Linked DNA regions of Triticum aestivum: region 2 is linked to region 1. The links are chromatin contacts, called in public Hi-C maps. All regions are on one chromosome and are shown on one strand. Each heading gives the region's core, a stretch centred on a gene start, on an enhancer-like site or on the middle of the called end of the contact. The rest is flanking DNA. Distances are from core to core; before and after follow the strand shown. Region 1 holds the start of LOC123060912. Region 2 holds the start of LOC123060913 (transcription factor bHLH150).

The links. Hi-C and Micro-C count contacts between places; a contact is called where the count stands out from the background.
Region 2: a Hi-C map of leaf shows a contact between it and region 1, with 4 times the contacts expected there. The contact joins the promoter of LOC123060913 here to the promoter of LOC123060912 in region 1. A contact is called at or near these places in 2 of 5 Hi-C or Micro-C datasets (both in leaf).

Annotation. Positions count from the first base shown.
Region 1 is chr3A:188,569,095-188,573,975 of IWGSC CS RefSeq v2.1, forward strand. LOC123060912 reads left to right here and starts at 2,493. Exons shown (of 6, transcript XM_044483781.1): 1 at 2,493-2,789.
Region 2 is chr3A:188,723,711-188,728,591 of IWGSC CS RefSeq v2.1, forward strand. LOC123060913 (transcription factor bHLH150) reads left to right here and starts at 2,339. Exons shown (of 1, transcript XM_044483783.1): 1 at 2,339-3,901. The coding sequence starts at 2,842. The coding sequence ends at 3,519.

The sequences.
Region 1 (4,881 bases), core at 1,243-3,742:
CCTCCCCTCTAATCCGAATTGGACTAGGGAAGGGGGGCGGCGCCCTCCTTTCCTTCTCTTCTCTCCCTCTCCTTCCTTTCCCCTTCCTCCTAGTTGGACTAGGAAAGGGGGAGTCCTACTCCTACTAGGAGGAGGACTCCTCCCCTCCTTGGAGCGCCCCATGGATCGGCCGGCCTCCCCCCTTGCTCCTTTATATACGGGGGCAGGGGGCACCCCAGAACACACAAGTTGATCATTGATCCCTTAGCCGTGTGCAGTGCCTCCCTCCACCATAATCCACCTCGGTCATATCATCATAGTGCTTAGGCCAAGCCCTGTGATGGTAGCTTCATCATCACCGTCATCACGCCGTCGTGCTGACGAAGCTCTCCCTCGACACTCAGCTGGATCGAGAGTTCGTGGGACGTCACCGAGCCGAACGTGTGCAAATCGCGGAGGTGCCGTACTTTCGGTACTAGGATCGGTCGGATTGTGAAGACGTACGACTACATCAAACGCGTTGTCATAACACTTCCGCTTATGGTCTACGAGGGTACATGGACAACAATCTTCCCCTCTCGTTGCTATGCATCACCATGATAGATCTTGCGTGTGCATAGGATTTTTTTTGAAATTACTACGTTACCCAACAGTATTTGCCTAGGAATGCGTATATAGCTTGGCTCTTGCATGAGAGCTCACTCCCCTTACTTTTTCACATATCTCTCCTCCACATAGGCAAAAATGCCATCTAAGCGGGCTATAAGCCCACTATTGTACTTGCTCTAAGATGTTGCCCGAATACCAGACAGAGGACGTGTTGTTTTAAATCGGACGGTATTGCCCCTAATGTGCTACTGAGAGAGGCTGGGGTAATCAGTCTAGGGCATGCATACGATTGGTTGAGCTTGCCGTTGGCCGGAATTCTCGCGTGCATGTGCCTCTCTCTCTCTCTCTCAAAACAAGTCTTCATGCGTACTCCCTCCGTCCGAAAAAAGCTTGTCCCAAGCTTGTCTCTCAAATGGATGTATCTAGCACTAACTCGGTGCTAGATACATCCATTTGAGGGACAAGCTTTTTCAGGCGGAGGGAGTATCTCTTTTGCATGTGTCTCTTCTTGCATGCAAGCCTTGGGAAGGAACAAGGGACATGGGGGAGAGAGATGGGAGTTATTGTGGTTGTATGTGCGATGGAAGCAGGTGGGGAAAGAGGAGTGTAAAGATGCTAAGACACGGAGCATTGCGGGAAAGACAAGATTTTCTTGAACGCAAACAAATAAGAACCTAAGGGGGTAGTTGTGAACTTGTGATGCACAATGCTTATGGTTTGAATTTCGTTAGTGAATTTGAACTTGAAGTTGATATATTGTTTCATTATGTGTGTTATTTGATCATGGTGTGTTTCAATATGTATGCGATTAGAGTAAAAGAGAAGAAGGTCAAAAAAATTGGGCACCAGTTTTACATCATGTATTAAAGTGCCAGGAGCCGCGGTACCAAAAACCTTTTTCTCTCCTATCCTAAGAACGTTTTTTTGCACCAAGTTTTCATCTATTGGAGATGCTTTTTTTCAGAAGGCATGGTTCATGTGCTAGAGGATTTCCACGAGTAAAGTCATTTTCTCGCTTCGTTTTTGCCTTGACGGTTTGGTGGCAGTGGCGTGGAATAAATCTGCTTCGGGTTCGATTCCGATGGGTTGCTGTGAGGCATTCGTTGGTGGATCTTGTAGCAGACTAACCGATCGAGCCTGGTGCGGCAGTGGTGCCAACCTTGAGGTGGATTTTATGCCCTGGCCCCGCCGTTGTGGTGACGCGCGCTCTGGCGTCAACATGGGGGCATAGAGCTTTTGTACGAGCGTGGTGACTCTGGATTTGTAGGTTCTCGTCGGTGGCGGCGCTTTGTTGTCATCGTTCAACAAGCCGACACAAGTGGTGGCATAGTTCCAATATGGCTTATTTTCGGCATGCTGGTCCTCCTGGATGGAGGATAGTGACTTCCTGACGTCTTTAATCTGTGCGCACAATCAAGGTTTTCGTTGGCTCCGGTAGGGAGCAGCAACCGCGGCACGCCCTCATCCCGTGTTGGAGGTAGGGCTAGATTGGTTCCCCGGGGTGCAATTGTATTTTTTTTTATTTTTCTAGGGTTGCGTTGTACCACTACTTATTTTCAATATAATTTAGGGTTCTTCTCGCAAAAAGAGACCTTGATAAGTGTTATTCGTGTGGCACAAACACATGGCAACTTCGAACGTTTTCTATGATAAATTTGATGAAGCGAGAATGATAACGTTAGTTGTTAAGCAGGCAATTTTGTTTTCGAACGGCAATTTTCAGTTTTTTGGGGGGTTCTTCAAGTGGCAACTTTAGTTGTAAAAAACGTTGGCTGGAGTGCTTCGTGCCGCATGTGTGACGCTTATCAATTGGAAAAAAAATGGCATTTTCAGCGGAGAAGTAATAAGGAAAGAAAAAGATCTACAGGAGATTGAAAAAAATCCACAGGAAGAAAAATGTCCTTTTCTCCGGTGACCGGCCGAGTAGCAACTTGCACGGCCGGCCCGGCAGCCTACGATAGCAACGGCCGAAATCCAGGGCGACCGGGCCCCACACGGAGCTATTTCTTCCGTGCATCTCAGAATTCGAGACCAATCCGATCGCAGCAGCAGCAGCAGCAGCAGCAGCCAACAAACAAACATACCTCCACTCATTGGAGAGCCGCTGCTGCTCGCCGGCCCTCCCTCGGTTCCCCATTTCTCCACCTCGGAGCAGCCGAGCCGACGCCTCCCTCGCCGCCAGCGTCTCCGTGACCGTAACCGTAAGTGATCTCCTCCTCCTCTTCCGCTCAGAGTCCGAGCAACTTACTTACTTAGCTTGCCGTCGGGGCTGGGTCGTTGGCCTGCTGTCGCCGTAGATTGGTAGATCCCGCCGTCGCTAGATCCGGCTGGTTTCTCGGCGTTGCCTCGTCCGAATTTGGGAGGAGAGTGCGTTCTCGGGTAATTTTGACTAGTCAGCGTTCGCCGGCTGGTTTGTTTTCTGATCCCGGATGTGCGGGAGAAAATTAGCAAGAGAATTACCCGGACTGCCACTGATCATGTAGGTTAGGTGGTGCCGACGGTCCAGAGGGAACGAGAGATCCGCACATGCTTCTTGCTCAGAGTTGGGCATAATTCAAGAATACTTTACCTCTGCTTCTTACTATGTATGTATGTTTAGGATGGATAATTCAACAACAAGCTGGTGCAGCCAGCTGAGCAAACAAGCAAGTGAAGTGGTAGAGACCCATGGCGTGTGTCAGCAGAGCACGAACAGGGGATCAGAACATTCTGTTAGATTCTAGGTCACGGAGGATTGTGCGCTTTATGAGAGCATTTTGGGTTGTCATACGGTCAAACAGATTGCAGGCACCTGCTGGAAGTCCCGTCTACTAGGATAGTGTCAATTTACCTGGCATTCAGGGACAAGATAGTGTTCAGATTTGTACAGCAAGCAAAGAAACCACACCAGTAGTAGTCACCAGTCCTCATCCTGTGGTGCCGACGGTTTCTTACTATGTCTGTTTAAGATGGATGATTCAACAACCAGCTGGTGCGGTCAGCTGAGCAAACAAGCAAATGAAGTGGCAGAGACCATGCGTGTGTCAGCAGAGCAAGAACAGGGGATCAGAGCATTCTGTTAGATTCTCGATCACGGAGGATTGTGTGCTTTATGAGAGCGCTTTGTGTTGTCATGCGTTCAAATAGATTGCAGGCTTCTGCTGGAAGTCCATCTACTAGGATACTGTCAATTTACCTGGCATTCAGGGACAACCCGCTGTTCAGATTTGTTTAGCAAGCAAAGAAAACACACAAGTAGTAGTGAACTAGTCAGTATTCCGATCTTGCCTTGTTATACTTAGGCTCTGGATGACAATATGTAGATAGAGTCGTTCTGTGTACCACTAGGGATGCCGGGGTATCAAACTGCTGCTTCATTTCTGTATCTAGAACCACGGTAGGAGGTGTTACCATTTAGAAGCATTAGCTTGTTTTTGCCCAATTATGTAAAGAAAGTATTGGACCTGATGGGCTAAAAAAGAACAATCTGTGTGGATCCTCTGGTTAGTTGTCGATAAAACAGATACTCAAGGTTTCTGCTTGTCATGACAGACTAACATTGAGTTTGCTTGTACTTGATTTTTTGTTGATCCAATGGGCTGTAAAATGAGTCGATGTGCTGACCAGTGGGTTGCATTTAACATTCTTATAAAGATTTCGAAACATATATTTATTAATAAAAAACAGTTTGATCTGTTTAAGTTCTCATATTGATGTTTATTTGTTCTATCGATCAAGAGATAAACACGCGTTTCTTTCGTACTGGCCTTCGCAGTTATTTTTGTTTTTGGATGGGCTCATCCACAGGCCACGGTTTTTATAGGATATTCATGTTAGCATACCTGACGCCATGAAGATGGGAAGCATATAGTTTCTTTTTTGAATGACAGATAGGAAGCATAGTAATACAACTAACAAGAGAAAAGTAATGTCTTGATTTCTCTAACTGAAGCACATTCTTTGACTTCGAGTAAGTTGTTCAGATTTGCCAACATCAATTGCTCATTATAGGGGGTACTCATCGGCTGAAAATAGCAGAGCGATAATATTTAGCTACAAGTAGCACACCCATTACGATTTACAAGGCTGAGAACTAATCCAGAAACTAGCAGTGCAAAAACTAGCTAAGGTTCCTTGATTATAATGTTTAAACCGAAAATAATAGTAGTATTACCGATTCAAAATACACAAGCTATTTAAAAATGTTGTCATTTTGTTCTAAGAGTCAAACTGCAAATAGTCAACAACATTGGACAATAGTAGCCTCTGTTTTGGTTTATCTCAAACTCTATTGCTCAAACATTTCATGCCTTA
Region 2 (4,881 bases), core at 1,089-3,588, 150 kb after region 1:
GCGGACAATGTGTGGATGAAGATGGCGACTTGCATTCGTAAGGTGGCCTCGGAGGAGTTTGGAGTGTCCAGGGGAAGGAGAAGCGAAGATAAGAATACCTGGTGGTGGAATGATGATGTCCAGAAGGCGCTTAAAGAGAAGAAAGATTGCTTCAGACGCCTATACCTGGATAGGAGTGCAGACAACATAGAGAAGTACAAGATGACGAAGAAGGCTGCAAAGCGAGCTGTTGGTGAAGCAAGGGGTCGGGCATATGAGGACCTCTACCAACGGTTAGGCACGAAGGAAGGTGAAAGGGACATCTATAAGATGGCTAAGATCCGGGAGAGGAAGACGAGGGATATTGGCCAAGTCAAATGCATCAAGGACGGAGCAGGCCAACTCTTGGTGAAGGACGAAGAGATTAAGCATAGATGGCGGGAGTACTTCGACAAGCTGTTCAATGGGGAGAATGAGAGTTCTACCATTGAACTGAATGACTCCTTTGATGAGACCAGCATGCGTTTTGTGCGGCGCATCTAGGAGTCTGAGGTGAAGGAGGCTTTAAAAAGGATGAAAGGAGGCAAGGCGATGGGCCCTGATTGTATCCCCATTGAGGCGTGGAAAGGTCTCGGGGACATAGCGATAGTATGGCTAACCAAGCTTTTCAACCTCATTTTTCGGGCAAACAAGATGCCAGAAGAATGGAGACGGAGTATATTAGTACCAATCTTCAAGAACAAGGGGGATGTTCAGAGTTGTACTAATTACCGTGGAATTAAGCTGATGAGCCATACAATGAAGCTATGGGAGAGAGTCATTGAGCACCGCTTAAGAAGAATGACAAGCGTGACCAAAAATCAGTTTGGTTTCATGCCTGGGAGGTCGACCATGGAAGCCATTTTCTTGGTACGACAACTTATGGAGAGATATAGGGAGCATAAGAAGGACTTGCATATGGTGTTCATTGACTTGGAGAAGGCCTATGATAAGATACCGCGAAATGTCATGTGGTGGGCCTTGGAGAAACACAAAGTCCCAGCAAAGTACATTACCCTCATCAAGGACATGTACAATAATGTTGTGACAAGTGTTCGAACAAGTGATGTCGACACCGATGACTTCCCGATTAAGATAGGACTGCATCAGGGGTCAGCTTTGAGCCCTTATCTTTTTGCATTGGTGATGGATGAGGTCACAAGGGGTATACAAGGAGATATCCCATGGTGTATGCTCTTTGCGGATGATGTGGTGCTAGTTGACGATAGTCGGACGGGGGTAAATAGGAAGTTAGAGTTATGGAGACAAACCTTGGAATCGAAAGGGTTTAGGCTTAGTAGAACTAAAACCGAGTACATGATGTGCGTTTTCAGTACTACTAGCTGTGAGGAGGAGGAGGTTAGCCTTGATGGACAGGTGGTACCTCGGAAGGACACATTTCAGTATTTGGGGTCAATGTTGCAGGAGGATGGGGGTATTGATGAAGATGTGAACCATCGAATCAAAGCCGGATGGATGAAGTGGCGCCAAGCTTCTGGCATTCTCTGTGACAAGAGAGTGCCACAAAAGCTAAAAGGCAAGTTCTACAGGACGGCGGTTCGACCCGCAATGTTGTATGGCGCGGAGTGTTGGCCGACTAAAAGGCGACATGTTCAACAGTTAGGTGTGGCGGAGATGCGTATGTTGAGATGGATGTGTGGCCACACGAGGAAGGATCGAGTCCGGAATGATGATATACGAGATAGAGTTGGGGTAGCACCAATTGAGGAGAAGCTTGTCCAACATCGTTTGAGATGGTTTGGGCATATTCAGCGCAGGCCTCCAGAAGCTCCAGTGCATAGCGGACGGCTAAAGCGTGCGGAGAATGTCAAGAGAGGGCGGGGTCGACCGATTTTGACATGGAAGGAGTCCGTTAAGAGAGACCTGAAGGATTGGAGTATCGACAAAGAGCTAGCTATGGACAGGGGTGCGTGGAAGCTTGCTATCCATGTGCCAGAGCCATGAGTTGGTTGCGAGATCTTATGGGTTTCACCTGTAGCCTACCCCAACTTGTTTGGGACTAAAGGCTTTGTTGTTGTTGTTTGTAGTTCAACATCTCTAAGGCAAAAAAAAGTTAAATACATTTTTTAAAGAAAAAAGAACCATGAGATCAACGTGACTAAGCTTGCTCGAATGAGACTTAAAGATCCTCAATCGATTAAGCATCTTTGGTAAACTTGGAGGCAAATTTTGCCCCTTTGTAATTAACATGGTCAAACTCATACGATTTGACCTCAGTCAAAGCTAATATGCGAAGTAAATAACAACAGAGGGCTTATTCCCGCATTTTTTTTAAAAGACGTATCTTCCACATTTCGCCAGATCAAAAGGCTTTAACTAGAACGTTGCGAAGCACTAATACCATGGCACATTCGCAGAAAAAAGGAGTATAAACAAAAGGGAAATAAGAAAGCGCGCACTCAATAACGACCCCTGCCTACCATAGCGATCGAGCGAGCGAGCAGCGCGGAGGCCACGCTACAGCGCCAAATTCCACACCAAACAAAGGCGCGGCGACGAACGAGCAGCCAACACCCGCACCACCTCCCCTCACCGCACCGCACTACTCCTCCTTGGCTCCAATGTCTAATCCACTCGCTAATCACCTCCGCCGCACCACCAAATAAGTACGCCCACCCCCGCGACGGAAAGCTAATCTCTCCTCCCTCCCCCTTTCTTCTTCATACTCCCACCATCTCCACCACCACCACCACCATCCTCTTTCTCCCACCCACCTTTAAGCCGCCCCATCCCCCGCTGCGCTGAGTCACTTCCTCACGCCACCCGCCGACTGATTGCTCGATCGAGGTGCGGTGCGCGGCCATGATCTCTATAGGCGGGTCCTCCTCGTCCTCCTCCTCCGCCGCCGCAGCGGGGGTCCGGATGGGCGGGGCCAAGCGGCGGGGGAAACCGGGCGGGGCCGCCGCGCCGGGGGCCGCGGGCCCGCCGCAGACCAGGTGGCGGAGCGGCACGCAGGAGCGGATCTACGGCCGGCGCCTGCTGGACGCGCTCCGGGCCACGCGGTCGGGCGCCGCCTCGTCCCCGCAGCCGCGCGCCGTCAAGGCCGCCGCCGACTCGGCGCTGGCGCTCACGGCGCGCGGGCAGTCGCGCTGGAGCCGCGCCATCCTGCTGGCCGGCGCCGCGTCCTGCCGCCGCCGCGTGCTCGTCAAGGCCGGCGGGAAGATCCGCCGCCACCGCCGCCCGCAGGCGCGCGCCGCCGCCGCGGCGTCCAAGGCCGCGGCCGCCGCTTCCGCCAGCGAACCGCCGTTGCTCAAGGAGAAGAAGGTGAAGGACCGGCTCCGCGTGCTGGGCCGGCTCGTCCCCGGGTGCCGGAAGCTGCAGGCCCCCGACCTGCTCGAGGAGACGGCCGACTACGTGGCCGCGCTGGAGATGCAGGTCAAGGCCATGCGCGCGCTCGCCGACGCGCTCGCGGCGGCCCAGCTGTCCTCGCCTCCCCCGCCGGCCGCCGCCGCCGCCGACGAGGCCGAGATGGAGAGGTGAGGGTCTGAGCCTCGCCTCGCCTCCGAGAGGGAGATTGATGACACGATGGCTCGGGGAAATAAGGCGATTGATTACTGGATGGATGGACGGATGGATTGTTACCGCGAGAGGGGGTCCTGGGATTCCAGGAGGGTATTGTGATTCCGATGATGATGATTGCTGCTGCTGCTGCTGCTGCTGATTTGTAAATTCTTGATGCTACTACTTGTATAAGTAATGCTGCTCTGCTCCTCTCCTGTGTTCTTGAAATGTTCTTCCTCCTCCTGAAACAAGACGGGGGGATTCCTGTGCCTGTCTGTCTCCTGCGGATTGGATTGGATTGGAATTGGATTATGCTTTTGTTTGGCTGTGCCACGGTGAATTAGGAGTTTTGTTTCTTGTATAAGTGCAATGCTAACCGTCTGATTTCATGGCTTCCTCGAGCTGCATTCGATGGGATTCCTCGAGGCGGCAATTTCTGCTCGCGAGGGAGAACAGAAATCCGAATTCGATCGGATGGACAGAGACAAGAGAATTTGCAAGTGGCTCGGCTCGTAAACCATCGATGTCGTCAACCACCGCGCTTAAACTAACTATAACGCTAACAAAGATCAGACAAGGCGTGAGCATAAAGATTCCGCTGGCTGGTTCTTTCTGCTCTGGGCGCAGTCCCGGCCTGACGCCGGTTTCTCTGATCCGATGGGCGGGCGGGTATTATTTGCTGCCAGAAATGTGTTACGTACTGCTGCGCAGTACTACTAGTGCTGCAGCACTGGGCCTTCTGCGGCAAATTTTCTGGGCTGCATTTATGCACGTGAAAATGTTCCCCTGCAGAGAGCTCGAGGGGGACAGCGATCTGAGTCGTCGTCATCCTCTCTGTTCTCCTTCTTTTCACTCTTTCAATGAAGATCGCGAAATGTTTTTGACATGTGGAGGATGGGGAATTTGGTTGGCTAAGCTGAAACTCGGCGAGCCCCTTATCAGTTGTTTGCAACAGATGTTTCATCAGTCATATAAACACAGCCTTTCCAATTTCCATGCTGGGTACAATTGTATTTTATGGTCCTTTCCTTTCCTGTGCCCAACCTTAAAATACTCGTCCAAGACGTCTTCACAAAAAATAGAAACAATCACCGCGAGGACTCACTCCCGTGTTACTTCCTCCGTAAACTCCGTAAAGAAATATGGATCTCGATGTTTTTCTTTTAACTCGGAAGAACTCGATGTTACAATTAGAGATTGCAGGTGGAGAGGCAAGGGAAAGTATCCACCCATCTTTATGATGCTACCGATGCACCGGACGGCAAAATACAATGTAAATATGTTTAAAAAAACTGAAAATAAATTAGCACATAGACACGACATGAAAAAAATATGATGTCA